Linked DNA regions of Capra hircus: region 2 is linked to region 1. Evidence: chromatin contacts called from public Hi-C data. All regions are on one chromosome and are shown on one strand. The core of a region is the stretch at or near the end of the contact, and the rest is flanking DNA. Distances in the headings are between cores, read along the strand shown. Region 1 holds the start of PRKCE (protein kinase C epsilon type). Region 2 overlaps PRKCE (protein kinase C epsilon type).

Evidence for each region. A called contact is a pair of places that touch in the nucleus more often than the background predicts.
Region 2: a contact with region 1 is called in a Hi-C map of blood, with 2.4 times the contacts expected there. The contact joins the enhancer-like site here to the promoter of PRKCE in region 1. A contact is called at or near these places in 3 of 5 Hi-C or Micro-C datasets (all in blood).

The regions. Positions count from the first base shown.
Region 1 is chr11:27,678,231-27,681,507 of ARS1.2, forward strand. It overlaps PRKCE (protein kinase C epsilon type), which reads left to right and starts at 1,390. Exons shown (of 16, transcript XM_018055186.1): 1 at 1,390-1,999; 2 at 2,204-2,746. The coding sequence starts at 2,399.
Region 2 is chr11:27,984,691-27,987,974 of ARS1.2, forward strand. All of the region lies in intron 3 of PRKCE (protein kinase C epsilon type), which reads left to right. Among named protein-coding and RNA genes, the nearest start is that of PRKCE, 310 kb to the left of the region's middle. Within about 2 kb of position 1,716, at least 2 of the 5 cell types and tissues checked have an H3K27ac peak or open chromatin away from gene starts, as enhancers often do.

The sequences.
Region 1 (3,277 bases), core at 140-2,639:
ATCATTTTTGCAACCTGTCTGCGGCACTTGGTACCCTGTCGTTCCAGGGGTCTGTCTCCTTCTGCGCCTTTAAGCCTTTGTAAGCCTCTAAGCCACAGACAATGATAACTTTCCTTTTTTTTTTTTTTCCCCACTGAGAAAAAGTGATCGAGAGGTGGGTTTTAAACTTGGGCTAACCAGAGTCGAAAGATAAACACAGCTTACCACGATTCCTACAACCTCCCTGACTTGACTTGGCACGCGGGCGAGGGCCGAGGTTTTCTTTTTCCGTTTGCACCCCCCCGCCTCCCGCCCCCCGGCTCGCAGGTTGCGGAGACGACCTCTTTCCAGGGCTGTCCTCCTGCAGTTCCAGGCAGGGCCGCGCCCCGGACCTCCGCGCTCTCCGCCCCGCCCTCCCAGGTTCGCGTCCCCAGGCGCCAGGCCGTCCCTCGCCCGGCCGCCTTCTCCGTCCCCGGCTCCCCGCGGAGGAAATTCTTCCCCAGCAGCCCAGGGCCCGCCTCACGTGATCAGCGGCTGCCGCGGCTTCCAGCAAGAGTTTAAAGGTTACGGAGGAAATTAACACGGACACAGCCCACAACCCCCAGTCCCCGCCGGAGGACGCGCCCCGTTTTCGCGCAGCTGGGACGGCCGCTGTCAGCGCGCTGATCAGAACCCTGTCCCCCGCAAAGGGCACAGGCTAGGTCTAGAGTAAATATGAAGTCACTTTGTAAAATATAAACAAACACACGAACCGAGCCGGGGTGTTACTAAGCTTTCGCTTGCCAACAAGTTCTAGCAGCCCGAGAAATTTGGGACAGACCCCCAAAAGGGAGAGTGCCCCCAAAGAAAGGGAAGAAAGAGTAGTGTTTTAAAACTCACACAGAGCCTTGGACGCCCCTCCCTTCCCCCCTTCCCCCACCACCGCGGAGCGGAGCGTCTCCGGACAGAATGACAGACAGACCGACCAATACTCCGCAGGCTGCCCTGGCCAGCCATGGTCAGAGTAGGGGTGGGGCCGAGGGAGGGTCTCGAGTCCTCTGCAGCAGCGCGACCCCTGCCACCTCTCCACCCCCGGCTGTAAAAGTGCTGGCCGCAGAGCCTGGAAAGATGCGTGGCCCTCTAGTCTCCTGCGGGAGACCACAGACCAGGTATCCACAGCCAGCGGGCTCGCATCCCCCTGCCCCCAAGGCCGCCACTCCCTCGGGTCCCGCGCGGGGTCCCAGTCCCGCTCCCCCGCCGGCCGCCGCGACCCCGAAAGCCTCGCCAGTTCTCGACAGTCCTCTGCTGGGCTCACTTTTCCCGTATTGCTCCCCCAACCGGCAAAACTTTCTATTTCCCCAAACACCAGGGCGCGCGCGCGCGCGCGCGTGCACACACACACACTCACACACACACACACACACACATACACACTGACGTCTTTTGCGCATTTCCTGCATTAGAGGGAGGGAGACTCGCTCGCACACCGACGGAGGGAGAAGAGACCGAGGGGGAGAGCGGGCGGGCAGCGAACGAGCGGCAGCTGAAAGCCGGGACGCGGGGAGCGCGGCGGGCGGGCGCCGGCGCCCGGGAGGTGGGGCCGCGCCGAGTCGCAGTCCCGGCCCCGCCGCGCTGCGCACCGCCCGGTGCCGGCCTGCGCCCCAGCCGGAGCCGCGGCCACCCCGACTCTCGAGCCCGCGCGGATGTGAGATTCCCGAATCCTGGCGCCTCCCGATCGCCGACTGCGGCGCGGCGCGGCTTCGCCCAGGAGGAGGCGGCCGGGCTGGCCGTGTGGCTTGTGGATTTTTTTTTTTTTTTTTAAATTTGGCTCCGAGGAGGACCATTTCCTCTGGACATGCATCCCTCCGGGTAGACTGCACATCCCTGGGTCCATCCCCCGCCCCGCGCGGTCAGAGGCAGGCGCTGGGTGTGCGAAGAGGATCCGGGTGGAAATCTGCGCCCCCGTTCTGGTCCCCGCCCCGTCTCACCGCCCCCTCCCCCTCCTGGAGTCGAAATTTCCCGGGGATTATGTTTCGGAAAGGTAGGTAAGCGCCCGGCGCGGCGCCCACTTCCCCGCAGCCCCGACCCCGAGAGCCAGCGAGGCGACGAGACAGCCCCCGCGGCTTTTGCAGCGGAGCCGACAGCTCGTCTCCTCTTCTGGAGGTGCTGCTGGTGGTGGTGGGGGGGAGAGACTTCTCCAAACACGGACGTCCCCCAGCTCTCCCCCCTCCCTGTTTTCCGTTAGGAACCCGGCGAGGAAATACATGCACTGGCTGAGAATCGCCCGCGCCAGGGCGCAACGCTACAAGGTGTAGGGAGAGTGTGGGGTGGGGCGAGAGGGGACCCAAGAGTCCCGTGCTCGGAGCGCCGCGGCGTCGGTTCTTCGTTCCTGCCCTCTGGGCGGACGGAGTGACCCCGGCCCCCACTCCCCGCCCCGACCATGGTAGTGTTCAATGGCCTTCTTAAGATCAAAATCTGCGAGGCCGTGAGCTTGAAGCCCACAGCCTGGTCGCTGCGCCATGCAGTGGGACCCCGGCCGCAGACTTTCCTTCTCGACCCCTACATCGCCCTCAACGTGGACGACTCGCGCATCGGCCAAACGGCCACCAAGCAGAAGACCAACAGCCCGGCCTGGCACGACGAGTTCGTCACTGATGTGTGCAACGGGCGCAAGATCGAGTTGGCTGTCTTCCACGATGCCCCCATCGGCTACGATGACTTCGTGGCCAACTGCACCATCCAGTTTGAGGAGCTGCTGCAGAACGGGAGCCGTCACTTCGAGGACTGGGTGAGTTGGGCGCCTCCTGTCCAGCAACTAGGCTTTCGGGTTCCAGGGGCAGAACTCACGACCTTGGCTTTGGTCTTGGGGCTCCGGGGTTTAGTGCCATTTGGCGGCTGTGTGTGTGTCTCAATTACCTTGGGGAAGCACATTCCACTTAGTAGTTGGGGAGAAGTAGCCACTGGGGCATGGAAGATGAGTCTTGGGAAGAGGGTAAGGTCCTCTGCCCTGTCCAGACAGCGGGCGCTACAGGGACCTCGAAAGCTGGGAACCCCAAACTGCCGGTGCTGAAGGTTGGCGGAGAATCCGGCTCCTTCCGCCAGGCGCGTGGTGGGCTGGTTGTGTGTGGGTGGGTTCCTCGGTCCTTGGAGAGGCACGTGGAACCCTACACTGAAGGCTTCTTGCACGTCCTGGCTTTGTCCTGAGTAGCCGAGTGAGGAGCTGTTTCATTTTTCCCTCCGGGATGAAGCTGGCTCATTTCTATTCTGTTGTCTGGCAGTTAGCTCATCTTCTGACACGCGGGGAGAAAAATTTCTTCTC
Region 2 (3,284 bases), core at 466-2,965, 310 kb after region 1:
GGTGGAGCTGATGGAATAATAATAGAAATAAAGTGCTCAATAAATGTAATGCACTTGAATCATCCTGAAACCATCAGCCACCCTACTCCGTCCTGCCCCCAGTCCGTGGAAAAATTGTCTTCCATGAAATTGATCCCTGGTGCCAAAAAGGTTGGGGACTGATGCCCTAAGGGATGATTCCCTTTGGGAAGAAAACATCCAAATTCCATTCACTTTTTAAAATCTGCCTTAATTTTTTTTTCTTTTTGTGTATAAGTTTATAGTAGTAATTCAATAAAAATAGCTGGGGGTGGGCAGTAGATGCTCTTGGTGCCCCAGCACAGCCCTATTCTTTGGTCCACCACTGAGGTCATCTGCAGAATACCCAGAAACATCCCACATGTCTCTGCCTGAGGTGATCTAAGCCACAGTCTTATGGAATAGGGGCTAACACTCGATGGTCCCCTGTTTTAGGTGGTTTGATTTTAGGAAAAATGCTCTTAGGTACACCTCATTCCTTGAGTGCCTACTGTGTGCCTGATGCTTTAAAATGATTATTTTGTAAAGGTCACATGGACTTTGGAAATAGATGTTACTAACTCTTACTTGGAGATGAGAAGACAGCCTTAGCAAAAGGCTGCAGGATCTGGAGCAGAAAACAGGTCTCACTGGGCCCTGTCCTCCCCCAGCCCTTGCCGGCTTCCCCATGGTGACAGTGAGCTCCAGCCATGTCCCTCCTAGGGCTCCAGCCCCCAGATTCTCACTGTCTCCATCCCTTCTCACCTCTACTCTCTCTCCTCCTCACCTCCCTCCCCCCATCTCTGCCCTATTCCTCTAGTGTCATCAGGAGCCAGTGTGGCCCCAGGAGTGAAGAGTTGGAACCTCTTATGATAACCATCTGCTCAGAAGGAAACAGGAGCTTTGCCTACCCCAGGGCAGGCTGCAAGGGAGATTTTCAGCCCCTTGGAGAGGATTACAAAGGTAGACACCAAACCACCAGGTGGCTTGGCCAAAGAAGGTGCTGTCTGGCAATTCAGTGCATCCTGTGGGCTCTTGAGAACCAGGATGGGTAGTTTATCCTCCAAGAAAGGACACAGTTGAGAGTGAGAGGTGGTGCGATTCACAATGACTCTGGAAAAACAGGCAAATTCCAGGACTCTCGTGGGTGAAGTGGAACCTGTGTTCTCCCTTTCTGCTCCATATACCTCTCCTGAGTTTCCCATGTTTTTATGACTGACCTCTGCATCTCTTTTTAATATTTTGGTACCTACCCCTCTCACCGTTGTTAATCCTTACAAAAGCCATTTATTCAGGGAGCAAACTCTTTCTGGCCTTCAGTTTTCGTTTTTTTCTAACTTAGGACCCCCTTCTCTTTTGCCTAAACTTGGCCGTTTCTTGATTATTTGAGCATAAATTCATTGTGCCATGCTTTATTCAGCAACTTTTGGAACAAAAAGAACAAATGTACACATTTGCTTAAACTGCTTAAATGTGTATATATAATCATGACACTTTTCTTTCTCGTTGACTGTCTCAGAAACATCAGCCACATGCATGATATATGATGTTGTAAACCTCCAGGGCAGAGGCTGGTCCTCTTTCCAGCTAGGCGTGGTGGGCGCTGCGTGGACCGCTGCTTGTAGCTCTGCTCCTGGAGTTCTGTGGCTGAGTCAGCACTCAGGAATCCAGCGCAGCAGGCTAATTCCCCGCTGGCTCCAACCTCATCCAACCCCAGGGAGATCCAGCCCAGAGCATCCTGCCAGGGCAGAGGAGGTGCCAGCCTGTCACTTACCAAATGATTTCTTCTCCTGGAAAATGTCAAAAAAAGATAAAGAAAGCAAGCGAAAACAGCCCTCTATACATCATACTCCTCTGAGCCTCCTTCTTACGGTCACTGTGGGTCCTTAGTAAAAGAAATGACTATTAGTCTGAAGAAAGAGCAATTTGATGGAAATGTGAAATGTTATTATTAAACATCCTAAGGTTTATCTTGGTAGCACCCCAGTAGTGACAGACAGGAGACAGGCTCGTTAAAGCCAGCACCACTGCCTTCCTCAGGACTCACCGTTTACATTCCCTCATAAGCAGCCCTATTATCAGGTGGTCAGGCCCTGGAGCTGACATTTTTGCTGCTCTGTCATCATTTTATACCCTACTGTCCTGGAGACTAGCATCTGAGCACTCTTTCATTAGATTACTAAGGCTTTCAGAGACATTTCCAACTCTGTGTCATTAAGAGAAAAATGCATTGACTTAAAAAAAAAAAGTGTTTTACTTAAGTGATTCCAGCAGCCGTTAGCTAATGCACTGTTAAGTCATGCCTGCTGTAAATTGTTGTGGGAATCCGCTGTCATTTCTGAAATGTGGGTGTAACGCATCCCCTCACCATGCTGGGCTGGCAAGTACATTCAGAAAACAGGCACCCGCACACCCACTTGCCCCCGTATAACCTCAAAGAGTCTTCTTGCTCAGTTGATTTCCTGCTCGAGAGCTCACCTCTGCATCTTCCTGGCTGCTGCCTTTTGTCCCTCTCGTAATGGCTCCTAGAAACTGGCATCAGCAGTGCAAATTGGAGACTGTCTCCATGTGCAGATGAACTTAGACTCCATTTCCAGCCCATCTCCTGGCATTTGCTTTCAATAATCCAATGGTAACCCTCATCAGGAGGTATGTGAGAGTGTGAGTGTGTGCGTGTATGTGTGTGTATCTAGGGGAGAGGTGAGAAGTCGGACGAGGGGTCATATGGTTTAGGGGCGCGGCATCTGAAGTAGAACCTGCTTACAGCTCACACTCGGACCACGTGCGCCGCTAGGAAATAGGAAATAAACAAGAGCACTTCCATTTGCATCTATTTTCTTACCTAAGAAACAAAAGAATGATTGCATTTTAATACTCAGCATATAGACTGCCAGTACTACATGTTCCTAATCTATAAGAAAATAAGCCTATATGTCAGAAAGTTTTTACCTATACTTACAGTCAGAAATACTTGGAAACCTTTGGCTTAGTCGATCCACATAGATCCAAGGAATGGAAGAAGCAGAGAGCATGTTAATCAGAGCAAAAGTGAAGGTGGTTACTTGTGTCTAGGGCCATGTACAAACACTTGTGCATGCACACTCATGCACTCACCCAAGATATACACATAGTGTACCTGTGTACACTCACACATGTAATCACACTCACCTGACACCTGATTGTATCAACACACACATTACTCATATTTACTACACCAACATACCACATGCATATCATACACACACATGTACCTTCACTTACTGCTCACTTCTGCACACACTCACTAC